Linked DNA regions of Triticum aestivum: region 2 is linked to region 1. A link is a contact called in public Hi-C data. All regions are on one chromosome and are shown on one strand. Each heading gives the region's core, a stretch centred on a gene start, on an enhancer-like site or on the middle of the called end of the contact. The rest is flanking DNA. Distances are from core to core; before and after follow the strand shown.

Region 1 (7,395 bases), core at 1,386-3,885:
AATTTCAAAGCCAAAAATATTGCCATCAACAATACTAAATGATACTCCCTCCGTCCGAAAATACTTGTCATAGAAATTGATACAAATGAATGTATCTCTATTACTAATGGAGCAGTTGGTGAATAGTCTGCCGGTTATTTTTCGCTGGGTTTTTTCGTCTCACCACTTTCGTTGGTTCTATTTTGCTGGTTTTATTTCGTCTCCCTCCCACTTGCCTTTTCGCTTCACCACCCACATAAACCCATCAGATTAGTTACCATATAAAAAATAAATCACAATCAATCAAGTATTGATGGACCACCCACATAAACCCATCAGATTAGTTACCATATAAAAAATAAATAACAATCAATCAAGTATTGATGGGATATTTCCTTATATTGATGTGATTTTCCCTTTCTTATCATCAATCATCTCTACTGCCTAAAAAAATGCATAGCTTTCCTTTTCCTGCCAACCGACCGCGTCCCGTCTCCCTACGTCCACCCTCGTTGCTCTGCCTCCCGCACGAAAAAAGAACCTCTTGTTTGACCTCCCCCAAACCCCGTTCGATGGAAAAACCCAGCCGCCTGCTTCCCCTCCTCTCGACCGCTCCATACGTCCAGATCGCAGCCCCATCCCCATCCTCCTCTCACGTCACGGCAGCCGATGGACTGCCGCCACCACCCTCCTACTCTCTCGCCGCTGCCGTCCTCCCGCTCGCTCGCTGCCGTCATCGCCACCAATCCCGGCGAAGGCGCCGTTGCTGCTATGTTGCCTCCTTTCCCCATCCAAGCCTGACCATGGCAACGACACCCTCTCATGTGTCCCGCAGTGAGGTTTGGGGAGGCACGACCACAATCCAGTAGGGATCTCACCGCGGATCCGTCCGCTGGGATGGGTGTTGCCTCCGTTGCGAATGGGATCGAAGGGAGGGACTACTTCGTCGTCAAGGTCGGCGAGGCAGCGGCCGATTGGGAGCCCGGTTGTGAACAAGGGAGTTCGTCCCCATGGAGGCGGCGGCCGTGGAGATTGGATGTGAAGCAACCCCACTTGCCGGTGGTGGAGGCTTGCCGTCCATGTGCTCCTTTCTTCTCCCGGTATCTCCATTCCTTGCCTCCCATTACAAAAGCAAGCATGAATGAGAGCAGGGGATGATTTTCATCAATTCATTTCTCATATTTTTAGTTGCTTTTTTGAGATTATACAAGATGCTCCCGATCTGTTTTGTCAAATTACTTGGATCGTCTTATGGAATTGACAGCCATCGTATTTTCACCTCATGTGATTTCTTAATCCTTGTCCCACTAGGCATCCACTACATGTTTGGTAATGACATGATGTTGAGGCGGCTAGGAGAAGCTTAGCAGCCAGATCAAGGGCTATCGAGATGGATCTGGGAGCCAAGCAGTAGTTCTTTTGTTAAATTTTGGTTATTATCTTTTCTATTGTTATAATTGTGGGATGGTTGATTTTGACTCAGTGTAACATTTGCATTTGTTTCACCAGCTTGTTGGCGTAGATGCGTGGCACTGCGGCAACTAATCAAGAGCGAGGGCAGTGCACATCAGAGCTACGCTGAATGTAGCGAGCCAACCACGAATTGGGTATGTTCACACGAGGGATGGGAGAGGAGAGGAACATTAACAATTTTCATGATTTGGATGAAAATTTCAGTTCGTAGTTTCTCCGTACGTGGCAACACACTAGCGGTACTCATGGGCTTAGGATGAAAGTAGCGCCAGCAGAATCAGTAGGTTGAATGGGAAGGCGGCTATTGCCCTTGTCCCTTGGTGCTAGCCTACCGTGGCAGCCTCACTAACTTGCTCATTGCGAATACGAGTTCGTGGGGTCGCAGTTGCTGCAGATTTGTTTTTATCACTTTTTACAATATTTATTGATGTATCCCTAACTCATTGAGTCATTTTTAGCTTTGATTTCCCATATACGCCAGCCTAAATATCCCATGGTCAGAATATTGAACTCTTAAAGTTAATTCCCTCAGTTCTGGTGGCAAATATAATACACATAATCCATATTGTTATGCACTAGCGCGTGTGTGTGAAATAGATGAATTATGGTCCCGTACCCAATAAGATGGATATGTGTGTGTGTTAGAGAGAGGGAGAGGGGGAGAGAGAGTGAGGAAGAGGGAGGGAGAGTGTGTGTGTGTGTGTGAGGATTTGATGGTAAAAAAAATCGCCAATGTCGTAATATTGAACTCTTAAAGTTAATGTGGCCCCGTTGCAACGCACGGACGTTCTTCTAGTTTAGAACTAAAATACATCTAGATACAAATATTACTTGGACAAGTATTTCCGGACGGAGGGAGTATAAAATAAAAAATTCATTTCAGGATGAATCTAATGGTGCCCATTTGATATTATGTATATTAATATATTTCTTTATAAATTTCGTCAAACTTAGAGAGGTTTGCCGTTTCAAAAAACAATATACTTTATATTTTGAAACGGAGGATTCACTCCACACGTGAAATCTGACTGATTTGCTAAAATAGAATTGCTAAGCAATGCGCGTATCTGTAGATATCATGTGCCCAAATTAAAAATGAAATTGATCTGGCTGGCCTGGTAAAGGTCCAATTTTTTTACCGCCACCAACCAACCAAATCAGTAATGTTAATTAGCAACCCCTACAAATTTCTGCTCCAATTTGTACACTGTCCAGCCTGCAGCTAGCAACAAACCTGCTACTAATCTTTATCCCCAAACAAGCGCAATGCCGTCGCCGTCGCCGTCCATGGTGCGCGTGGTGTCATCGCGCACGGTGGCGCCGCCGCCGCGCCCGCGCGAGCGCATCCCGCTAACCTCCTGGGACGCCGCCATGCTGTCCGCCAACTACATCCAGAAGGGCCTCCTCTTCCACAGACCCTCTTCCTCGGCATCCGCCCTCTCCACCGCCGCCGGCGTCGTCGACCACCTCGCCGCGGCCCTCGGCGACGCGCTTGTCTACTACTACCCCGTTGCCGGCCGCTGCGCCACCGAGCAGCACAGGGACGAACTTACCGGCGCCGTCGTTGGCTGCTCCGTCCACATCGACTGCGACGGCCAGGGCGTGGAGGTCGTGCACGCCGTAGCCGACGGCGTGGCCATGGCGGGCATCGTCCCGCCCGACGCCGACGTGCCGCGCGACGTGCTGGCGCAGTTCTTCCAGCTCACCGACGCCGTCAACTACGGCGGCCGCGAGCAGCCGCTGCTCGCCGTCCAGGTGACCGACCTCGCCGACGGGGTGTTCGTCGGGTTCGCCTACAACCACGCGCTCTCCGACGGCACCGCCTTCTGGGACCTCGTCAACAGCTGGGCGGCCCTCGCGCGCGCCAGACTCGGCCTCGCCCCGGCGCCCCCGACGCCGAAGCCCTCGTTCGAGCGCTGGTCGCCGGACGGCGGCGCGGCGGGGCCGGCCGTGCTGCCGTGCGCCGACGTGTCGGAGCTCGTCGAGCGGGCGCCCCCGCTGGCGTTGCGCGAGCGGATGCTGCACTTCTCGGCGGACTCGCTGGCGGCGCTCAAGGAGCGCGCGCGGGAGGAGCTCCTGGCCGCTGGGGACGCAGCCGGCGCCGCCGCCCTGACGCGGTTCCAGGCGCTGTCCTCGCTCTTCTGGCGCTGCATCACCCGTGCGCGGCGGCTGGCGCCGGAGCAGGAGACCGTGTGCCGCGCCTCCATCAACAACCGCGGGCGGCTGCGGCCGGAGCTGCCCAGGGAGTACTTCGGCAACACCATCTACGCCATCGGGACGGAGCCGGCGCGCGCCGCGGACCTCCTCGAGCGCGGGCACGGGTGGGCGACGGCGGCCGTGGGGCGGGCCGTGGCGGCGCACACGGACGCGGCCATCAGGGCGCGCGTGGCGGCGTGGACGGCCAAGCCCATGGTGTACACGCATCGCTTCTTCGACCCGACCGAGACCTTGATGGGCAGCTCGCCGCGGTTTGACATGTACGGCTGCGACTTCGGCTGGGGGAGGCCCGTGGCGGCGCGCAGCGGCCGGGCCAACAAGTTCGACGGCAAGACGTCGCTGTACCCCGGCCGGGAGGGCGGCGGGAGCATCGACGCAGAGCTCACGCTCACGCCGGAGAACATGGCGGCGCTCGAGGAGATTGAGGAGTTATGGGCTGCCGTGACCCCGGACACGCCGGTGCTGGCGCCGGAGAAGAAGCCTTGAATCTTTCGTCCATGTCACCACTCTGTCTGCTACTCTTTTTTTTCTCAGAAAAACTTCCGGATCTGTTCATTTTCTATTCATGGCACTAGCACCAGCAAATAATAAAGAGAGTGCCTAGAACTCATGTAGCTGAGTTATAATATGGTCTCATTCACCTGATGTATGCTGATGTCACATGATAGTTTATTTTTTTTTGAGCAAATGTCACGTGATAGTTGTCCCGGTCCTTTTCCTGGGACCTCCTATGTGCCGCGTTATGCGGCAAACTGGTGAAGCTTCACAGAGGCGTCGAACCAACGGGCTGGTCCAGGTAGCCAACCCCGCAAAGCGAATTTATTTTAGAGAAAACGATTCGCGCTTCGCGTTGGGCTCAAACTCGCAACGCTTACTCGTCTATTCAGGAACCATGCCGCTGGAGTTGAACACCTTTTGTGACAATTTCGCAGCGCAATCATTTAAGTAGCGGGACTAGCATAAAATTCCTAAAAGAGATGGACTCATAAGGTTTCGAACTCAGCACCTCCTGTGGTCAAGAAGTGGTACATAACCACTGCAATACATAATTTTGCTGTTTAAATGTTGCAGCGCCACTTATAATAACTGTAAAAGGAGACAGATCTATTTCTTCTTTTGAGAATTTTGAATGCGTTATTATTTAGGAAAGCGGATATTTATTGAATAAAAAAAATTTCAAAATTGTGAACAAATTAACAAAGTTGGAAATATTAGAAAAGCGAACAATTTGTGGAAGAGTCAAACAATTTTTGATCGATCTTGAACATATTTTAGAAAAGAGGGAAATTTTTGAACAAATTTGAAAACATTAACATTTTTCCAAAACTCGAACATTTTTGGAATAAATGGAACATTTAGTGAAACTCTGAACCAAAATCTAAAAAGCAAACAATTTTTGCATATGTGAACAATTTATGAAACTGTAAACAATATTAGGGAGAGGCAAGCTTTTTATGAATATCATGAACTTTCTTTCAATTTGTGAACAAAATTCGAGAAATCAGGAACTTTTCTGAACTTTTGAACACTTTTGTAAACCCCGAACAAAAATGTAGAACCAATATTTTTTGAATCCTTAACATATTTTCCAATTGTAAACATTTTTAGTACAAGCAAACATTTATTTAACAATGTGAAAAAAAAACTCAAATTTCTTTTTTACTAAAGAGAGCAAATTTTGAAAAAAGTGACCGTTTCTTGAAAATATAGAAGCCCCTTGAACAATTTTGAAACCTAAACATTTTTTGAAATTCCCAAATGATTATTAACCAGTGAACAAAATTTGAAAAACAGGAACAATTTTTGGGATTCAAAAATATTTCAAACCACAAATTTTTTTGGAAAACTCCTGCACCTATTTTGAATTTGTGAACAAATTTCAGAAAACAGGAACATTTTTTGAAAACATGAACTTTTCAAAAAATCCTGAACATATTTGGAACGTATTTTTCAAAATTTGTGAACAAAATTGAAAAAAAAAGGAAATTTCAGAAATTCTGAATTCAAACTTTTCTAAAATAAAAATAGAGAAAGAAAGAAGAATATAATAGAAAAAGAAGCAGAAAAAGGGAAATAAATACTTGAAAAGGAAGAAAGAAGAAAAGAAAAGAAACAGAAATAGGAAATTTTGAAAATCATGAAGATATTTTTTATTTTTAGACCAAAATTAGAAACGGAGAACAATTTTAAAATTTCCAAACAAATTTGAAGCTTGAACAGTTTTTGAATACGTGAACAAAATTTGGGAACAAGAACAATTTCTGAAAACATGAACATTTTTTAAAAATCCCGGTCATTATTTGAAAAGTTCCAAAAAAATAAACAAAAACATTCCGAACAATTTTTGGAAAATGAGAACAATTTTTGAAATGCCCGAACAATTTTTTGAAAATGCGAACATTATTTGAATTTATGAACAAGTTTTGAAAGGTTGAAATTTTTTACAAAATTGGAAATATTTGAAAAGTGCGAAAAAATTTCAGTTTGTGAACAAAATTTGAAACCTGATTTGTTTTTTAAAAATGGACTTGAAATGCAAAGGAAACGACAAAAAGAAATAGAAAAGGAAAAGAAAAGAAATAAAAAGGAGAAAAAAAAGAGACAGAAAAATCGAGAAAAGAAAAAAACGGTTCAGGGAACCTTCTAGAAGTTTCCCAAAAACAGAAAACCCGGGCTGGGAACCTCTAGAAGGTTCCCAAAACCGGAAGTGCCCCAATTGATTAACGGGCCGGCCCACGTGAGCGCTTCGATCGCCAGTTCTGTGCGTTGCGCCGACATTTCGACGCAATGAGCGGCAAATAGGGAATTCCCCTTTTCCTGTTGTCCCAGCCCGTTTGTGCGTTGTTCCTCCGAAAACAGGCTCCCGAAATCCAGCACAGCCCAGTGGTGCGAACATTATTTGAATTTATGAACAAGTATTGAGCTGTCAAATTGTTCATAAATCCAGCTGTCAAATTTGTTATAATTCCGGCACATCCCATTTGAGCTTTTCGGCCTGTACACAAGTCATTGGGTGTTAAAACAAGCCGGCCCATTGGCAGATGCAGCGCTGTATCACGTGGGTCATAAAAAAATGCCAAAAAATAAGCACTTATACGAGATCTTGAACTCACGATCTAATCTAATCTAGCAATGCTGAAAGCGTGTTGCAAGCCACTACTGTCTACAGCAGATGGGCGTTGGTTATGAATAAAAACCATGAAACTTTAAAGAGCTATCTATCACGACAAATCGAACAGTTTTAGTACTTTTCTGACATTTCTTGAATTTTTTTATTTTTTAAAAACTTGAGAAAATCATTTGAAATTCCCCAAATATTTTTTGGATTCACGAACAAAATTTGAAAACATGATTTCTTTTCAATTTGTGAAAAGATTTTTAAAAAAAGAACATTTTTTGAGAATCCCTTAAATTTTTTGCATATGTGAACAAAATGAAATAAAGTGAACAACATTTGAAAACAGGACCTTTTTTTCAATTTCTGAACAAAACTTGAAAAAGTGTGAGCATTTTTTAAATTCACAGATATTTTGAATAAAATTTAAGAACAGAATTTTTTTTGAAGTTTTGAACAATTTGTGGAAAACACAAACATTTATTTAAACTTACAAACATTTCCTGAAAATGCCAAACAATTTTAAAAAAGATCAAAACTTGAAGAAAGAAAAATAATACGTAAAAGGAAAGAAACGAAAAAGAAAAGGAGAGAACGTGCAGTTGCGACCA
Region 2 (7,395 bases), core at 3,634-6,133, 270 kb before region 1:
CACCTTACCAAATTGTGCGGCAACGCGCTGTGGCAAGTGGTACTCCACGGCATAGACACAAATCATGGGCACGATGCACCGGAAGAGAAGCCGGTCCTGCTTGCACATGCTGTTCAGCTCGAACCCCAACTCTCAATCATCACTATACGACCGCCAAGTAACCTATAATCAAACAATGTTAGGCTCAAGTGAAAGTGTTATCGAAACAATGGTAAGCTCAAGTGAAAATGTAATTCTTATACCTGGAAAGGCGTGAGAGCATCAAGCTCGTTGCTGAAGACCTTGTACAAGGCCTTCGATTCGCCCGTGTAGACATGCACCACGTCCCAAGCGTATGCGACGGTCGGGTTCCGATCATCTTCGCCATCTCCGCCATAGTCCGTCCATGCACGCGAGCGCAACTTCTCTGGACGGCCCACCGGGATTCGCTCCCACATCCAAATGGAGAGGCCCCATACACATCCACACATACCAGACGTGACTTCCGCTCTCCGGGTCGCGTCGTCAAGCTACAAACCATGTTCAGGTGATAAGATGTCAAAATGTAAAGCAACACACATCTAATATTTGAAAGAAAGTGATATTCACTTACCGAACGATATAGGTAGGCGAGTCCGGCGGCCCCCCAGCTGTACCCCGCATCCCAGTCCTTTAGGAAGTCGAGATACATCCATAGGACAGAGTTCTCGGAGCAGTCCGGAAACACTACCTCCGTGAGAATGTACCACAGGTAGGCCCTGGCGTACTGCTCCACCACCCGGGGCTCGGCATCTTCCGGGCACTTGCTCCGGTGCTCGAGGAGCCATGACAACGGTATGCCGGAAGTCCGGTTGCTCTTAGCGGGGGGGGGGGGGGGCAGTCGCCGATGAGGCTGACAACCCTCTCGTGCCAGTTCACCCTCTCCACTCTTCCTGTGAGAGCACGACCCTGGAGCGGTACTGCCGTAATCATCGCCCAATCCTCGAGGTTCACGGTCATCTCCCCACATGGAAGATGAAAGATGTGCGTCTCTGGCCACCACCGGTCGATCAAAGCCATGAGAGCTGAGTGGACAAGCGTCGGCGGCTTACGCTTGAACTGCAGGACGAAACCGAATAGTCGGGCTCTCCTGAAGAACGGTGCGTACTGCTCGTTGTACTCCATCTTAACCGTCGTCTTGTGAGCCCTCATCCGTAGTGGTGGCAGCATATGTGAAAATCAATAACCAAAGCATAATTATCATGAACATAATAGTTAGCAACTTGTTTTCATCAATTCGAAAGATTTGGTTTGAAATGGTAATTACCACTCCATTCTCAATGAAACGGACACGGTGACGCTTGTCGAACCTAGGGTCAAGCATGGTGTACTTCGTGCCGACGTCGTCCGCAAGAGGTGGCCTCCTAAAAGAATTGCATAAGCATATCAAAAGATTTTTCAACATGAACTAGAGTTCAACATTAACTACGAAACACATCGATGCATAACAAAAATTAATCACATCCAACAACATCCAACATGCATAATCTCATATATCAAGATGAACCTATGAGTTCAATCTTTGAATAATCATATATCAAGATTATTATGAACATGAACTAAATACAATACATATATCAAGAGCTAAATAAAATACTTTTATGAAGATGCAATCACCATGGTTCAAATGCATCATAACACATATTTCTCCAACAACATCCAACATGCAAAATCTCATTTTTTTGTTAAAAAACAAAAAAAAAAGAACTAGGGTTCATCTTGAGGATTCGTACACTACATATAACAAATATATCAAATATTCATCTCAAATATTCATCATACACTACATCCAATACTTGCATCATAGCATAGGAACATGCATCATCCATCATATAAAAAAAACATTCAAATCAATTATGAACTAGGGTTCATCTTAACACAACCATACCAACTATTCAATATAGTTCATATCTAACACAATATAACATCTAGAATCAACCTAAATCAATCCTAGGGTTATTTTTTTTTCAAATAGGAGAGATTTGAATCGAATAATGCGATGAATCGAAATGTGTTTGATTAAAACTTATTGGAGGGATTGAAAGAGCTTACTTTTCTTTCTTCGGGGCCATCTCGATCCGCAAAATCCGTCAACAAACGAAGAAGATCGGAGGGGGGGAGTGGAGGGGATGAGAGAAGGCGAGTTGGAGCAACTGCTCTGTTCTTTGTGGTGGGGGGCGGCTGGGTGGGGTGGGGGGGGGGGAGAAGGGGGTGGGGGCGGCCGGCCCCACGGTTTATATATGCCCACACCCTACCGCCAGAGACTCCGGCGGTAGGTTCAGACATCCTACCGCCGGGTGGAGCGACGATAGGGTGTGACGGAGGGGGCACGGAGGCCGTTATCGTTGCTGACGTGGACAAGTTTGCTACCGCCGCAGGTCTCGGCGGTAGGCTGTATGATCCTACCGCCGTGCCTCGTGGCAGTAGGGAAAAGGGTCAGATCTCGAAATGTTTTCAAACTGGGGTCAGATCTCGATTTTGTTTGATAAAAGGGTCAAAACACAAAATTTTGCCACAGACGGACATTGCTGAAAGACAAAGACCAACAGACGTACGTACTTACCGTGCGAGGCTCTCGGAGCAGAGGTCTGCTTCACGAGGAAGTACCCTGTCCCTGTGTGTGTGATATGTTGGGCAAGAAAGGAGGTACCGGAGAGCATATGAATAAGCTTTGTGAAGCAATACCTAGAGGAACACATGCCGTCAGAACTAGGTGTGCTGCTAATAGAAGCAAACCAATCATAGATGTAGGGCACTATGTGATTGCAGTTGACAAGCATAGCATTGCCTGCCACGCCCAGGCTGCAATTAATTTACATCTCTACTACTTCCATTTCAAAACCCGGCAGAAAAAGGTTGACTTAACTGACAACTTGAGCCTCAACCGCCCAGGTTCCCATTCTAGTTAGCAAAAAAACCTACAGTCCCTGGAACAATAAGTTCCTACCATAGATGATAAACAAGAACACATTGCCGCACAAACAAATCACAGAAAAACTGTCGGACGAGGCCGACCACCAGATCAAACTACATGGGGAATCCACAATAATCATCAGAGAGTATCAAAAGGACACTGGAACGCGACCATACCTGCAGAGACATACGAAGTGGACACCAACAGGTGCCTCTCAACAATGCCTGCGCCATGATCCTGAAATGGGGAACATACCGGCCGCGACCCTTGGCTGTGTTTCCATGTGCTCGAGAACACGAGCATTCTGCAAGATAAAGTACGCTCCCACCGTCGTCAAAGTTCAGATATACCATCTGCATTTCATGAAGAACTCCGTTATTGGCATTTGGCTGCCTAGAGAAGACAGTTAAGTGGACAAGTCAGATGCCTCAGATGCATAAACATGCCATGTCGTCTTGTTGTCAGCTACTGCAACTGAAACATAACAAGGAAAAATAACATGACATCAAAATCCAATTTCAAGAACTATAATGTACGCAAACAAGAATGAATGAATAAATTAATAAACACCAGTTAACCTGTTCATATCCATGTATATAAGCTTGCACATGTAGTATCTTCACTGGAAAAATACTTGGAACTAAAGCGAATACATGGGCCAGTCCTTTGCTGCCTTTAAACAATATTATTGTAGCCTTATCTAATTTCGAGCAACCATGAAGTACTATAGGGATCCATTGTCCTTCGTACACAAAATGGGCAAGAGCAGCATGAAACTCAACTCAACCATCTTGACATTCATTCCATGAATTAGTAAATGTTGAAGTTTGTCAAGTTGGTGTGATATACTTAAATTAGTCCTGCTGGGTACTGTAAACCCACATGTATATATACCTGGGTATGGCTTTATAGAAACAGCAGCGAGAAACAAAGAATGCACACAAGAGCTGCCTTGTACACCCAAGGCCTCAAGAGGAAAGTGGTGAACTTCTTCGGATGGCGAATAGGTTTTCTCCAGGTCAAAAGCTATGATCCTCGCTTTCCATGAAGCGGCAAAGTAAAATCCACCTGTCAAGATGATCGAAAGTCCTCTTTGTGCAAGCCACACCCGATGCAGAAGTTATCGACCCCTATCCCACTATGCCACTTAGTAATCCAATTTACAGCCTCAGTGAACTTAGCTCGTTTTATTTTCAGAAAACCAAAGATGTGTCGTTCATCAGTGTCTAAATCCAGATCACTGGGGCCATAAAAACACAGATTACAACGGAATGTCCAGAGCATTTTCCAACTTCTCTCCAAACAATGCTTGTCCTCCTCACAGCCTCTTTAAGAGGAAGCAGTGACATCACAGCAGGCTGAAACTCCCACGACAAGGGTCAAGGAAGGGCCTGAATTTTTAGTCGGGTTGAATTTTTATCCAAGCTCCCTGCCCGTCCCAGGCAACAAAACCCATAAAACACCCTTTTTTTTTTGCCCCAGAGGTTCAGATCCGTGGAGAACACCACAGGAATCACATCAAGGACTAATTTTGACGCACTGCTTGGATCCTCGGGGTAACAGTGAAATGCTCAAGTAAAGAGTACTTTTTTTTGCCCTGCTGTGATTCAGGGCAGCTACCCCAGGCGAGGAAGGTTCTCCATCCGTGAGGACGGCTCGTCGCCGACCCTGTGCTGGTGCTCTGCTCCGCCGCCTCATCGTCGAAGTAGTGCGCTGCAGGGAGGAAGGAGCGGCGGGTTAAGGGGGGAAAGGGATCCGCAACCGATCGATCTACTCAGGAATGTCTACACTGCTGCTTACTGGCTTCGCCAGAGTATGAGGGGGAGGGGGAGGAAGAGGAGCGGCTACTTCGCCGTCGTCTTCTCCGGTCTCGGCCATCGCTGCTGGAAGATCGTCGGAGCTCCGGCCAAGGCGCCTGGAGGCTGGAGCGATAGGAAAACAGAGGAGAAGAAATGAGACGAGAGAGAGACGGCTGCTCTTAGATGGGCTGGGCTCATTCTCCAGCCCAGCTTCATGGGCCGAGACCCACGGGTTCTTCTGGTGTGTCTCTGGCCGAGGCGGTCGCTGCAGCGTTGCTTGCCATACATTAGTCCCACCTCGGAAGTTCACGGCGCGCGGAACCGGTTTATAAGGCGAGGCGCTGCATCTTGTAGCACGACCTTACTTGAACAGGATCTGTTCTATAGGCTCGTACCGCTGCATCCTTTACCAATAAGGAGGCAAGCACTTCAGTCTGGTTGATGAATTCTGACCACTGGGCCAGAGCGTGATTAACGGCTCAGATTCACCTGATGGGTGCATCTACGGCTGTAGAGGATCGTTCCTGCCTGGCTCACACCTGTGCAGGGTGGCCCAGTGGTTGTCTGACAGACACAAAAATTCATTTTTTATTTTTTACTTTGCTGCAGAATTTTTCACCATTGTACTTCTTCCAGACTTGGGCCGTCTGACAGACACAGTGAAAATGCAACCCTTTTCTTCTTGCTTACAGAGTCATCTTCAAGAAAATAATCTGCAGTTTCATTTTCAAACTTCTTTAACCACATAATCTAACTATTTTTTTCCTCACAGAATCTGAAGCGCCTACAAATAATCTGCAGTTATATTTTAAACTTCTTTAGCCACACAATCTGATTCATTTTTTAGCTTCTTCAACCACAGAATCTATTTCTATTTGTAATCATACAGACAACTGAAATAATCTATGATTCAGTTCATGATATAGCAACAGGAGTCAGTAGAGCCAGACAATATGGTTCACCACTGCTCCTTCTAACATATCAGAGATTTCAAATGTATGTTGAGTGTGAGCGTGATAGTTGCCCCACAACAATAAACCACGTCGAGTTTAACCATCACATTCACAGCATTATCTCTTTGCACGACAGGCTCTCAAGAACCCACCCAACTGGCTTACAGCAACCACCGTCATCAGTATTACTCGTACATGATACCGCGATCAGTGCTTGATCGACGCCAAAGTTTGCTTCAGCGGCACCTGACGGGGACAAACAATAACCTCTTGTAAGTTACAAAAAAGAACCTTTTCGAAAAAAGTTACAAAAAAGAAAAAGAGCCTGCCCAGGCTGCAGTGAGGGCTCCCATGATGTGTTTTACATATGTACTACTCCCAAACCCAGCAGCAAGAGGTTGAATTGACCGACAAGTTGAGCCTGAACCGTTCAAGTTCCAGTTTCAGTTGGCAAATAATCCTACAGTTCGTGGAACAAAAGTTCCTACTATAGGTAGATCAAGCTCATAAACGAGAACACATTGCCGTGATCAGACGACACACAAACAAATCATAGAGGCTCGAGCTAGAGCAAATCATGGGTATCATCTCGGAGGCTGTTTTCGTCTTCCAAGCATATCCTCACTACTTCATGTGCAGAACTAAATCCGCATTCTTGAAAACAAGAGCCGGGGCCGAGCGCCGCTTCGCCATCACCAACTGCTATGCCTCAGGCCCACACGACGCCGTGGAGAGGTACCGTCCGTTCCACGCTCAAGAGGTGAACGGCGAGGCGCGCTTTGCCGGCTATGAGGTCGCCACCACCGACACCCGGCTGGCCGAACGCGGGCGGGCTAACTGCACTCCTTGCAGGCCTAGCCAATAGGGTGACACCCAGTTCTCAAGAACATGTTGGTCACTGACGAGTGCCTAAAGGTAACCGCCTCCTACCACCTTGTAGGTCCTGCGCCTCGTGTCCCGCGAGGGCTTGGGCGCCACCGAACCAGCCGATGACGACGACCGCCGCCGTTTTGCTGGTTGAACGACCTCATCATGGCACGAGCAGATCTCCCTGGCACTTGTCGAGGAAGAGGCGGTCCACATGGTGAGCTCGTTCAACTGGCAAAAACGCCGGCTCCTCGTCGGGAAGCTCATCGTCATGTTCTTCTTCATCCTCGCCCACGATGTACGGGAGGATATGTCTCCGACCATGGCATGGCAGTAGAGACCGGCCTGGGACCTGGAACATGCCAATAATTAGATTATTACTAGTAGCATTTTCTCTATCTTGGCGTTCGGAACTAGAACATCTGTAACAAACGAACGATCATTCCAAGACCAGACAAACACACTTGGGACTTACTTGTGCGAGGTTCTCGGAGCCGAGCTCTACTTCACGAGCTCTGTGTGTGTGTGCGTGTGTGTGTGTTGGGGAGGGAAAGAAGTTGCAAGGGACGCGATATAAAGAGGAGGCGAGTGGGAGGGGAATGCGATTCCGAGGGCATGGGCGGTGTACGCGCCTGTGATCTCCAGCCACTCCTTTCTCCGGTTCCATTCGACATACGGGGACAATCAGTAAGCACAGGGAATACTTTCTCACTCTCTCATCTCCTCCACTCCTTTCAGCAGCCATATGCGTGCGCTCAGGGATCAAAAGCTGAAAGCTAGTCACCACTAAATTTGGTTCTGGTTTCAGACCTTGGGGAAAAAGCAAGAGAGATAAACTGAAAAG

What was found. Hi-C and Micro-C count contacts between places; a contact is called where the count stands out from the background.
Region 2: a contact with region 1 is called in a Hi-C map of leaf, with 4 times the contacts expected there. The contact joins the promoter of LOC123088074 here to the promoter of LOC123083066 in region 1. A contact is called at or near these places in 2 of 5 Hi-C or Micro-C datasets (both in leaf).

The regions. Positions count from the first base shown.
Region 1 is chr4A:677,373,026-677,380,420 of IWGSC CS RefSeq v2.1, reverse strand. It overlaps LOC123083066, which reads left to right and starts at 2,635. Exons shown (of 1, transcript XM_044505206.1): 1 at 2,635-4,319. The coding sequence starts at 2,719. The coding sequence ends at 4,155.
Region 2 is chr4A:677,649,844-677,657,238 of IWGSC CS RefSeq v2.1, reverse strand. LOC123088074 (protein FAM9A) reads right to left here and starts at 4,883. Exons shown (of 9, transcript XM_044510230.1): 1 at 4,733-4,883; 2 at 3,511-4,645; 3 at 3,109-3,406; 4 at 593-1,382; 5 at 243-509; 6 at 1-162. The coding sequence starts at 108. LOC123088073 (alpha-1,2-galactosyltransferase gmh3) reads right to left here. Exons shown (of 7, transcript XM_044510229.1): 7 at 5,616-6,903. It overlaps LOC123089026 (small nucleolar RNA U3), which reads left to right and starts at 5,087; the gene lies at 5,087-5,305.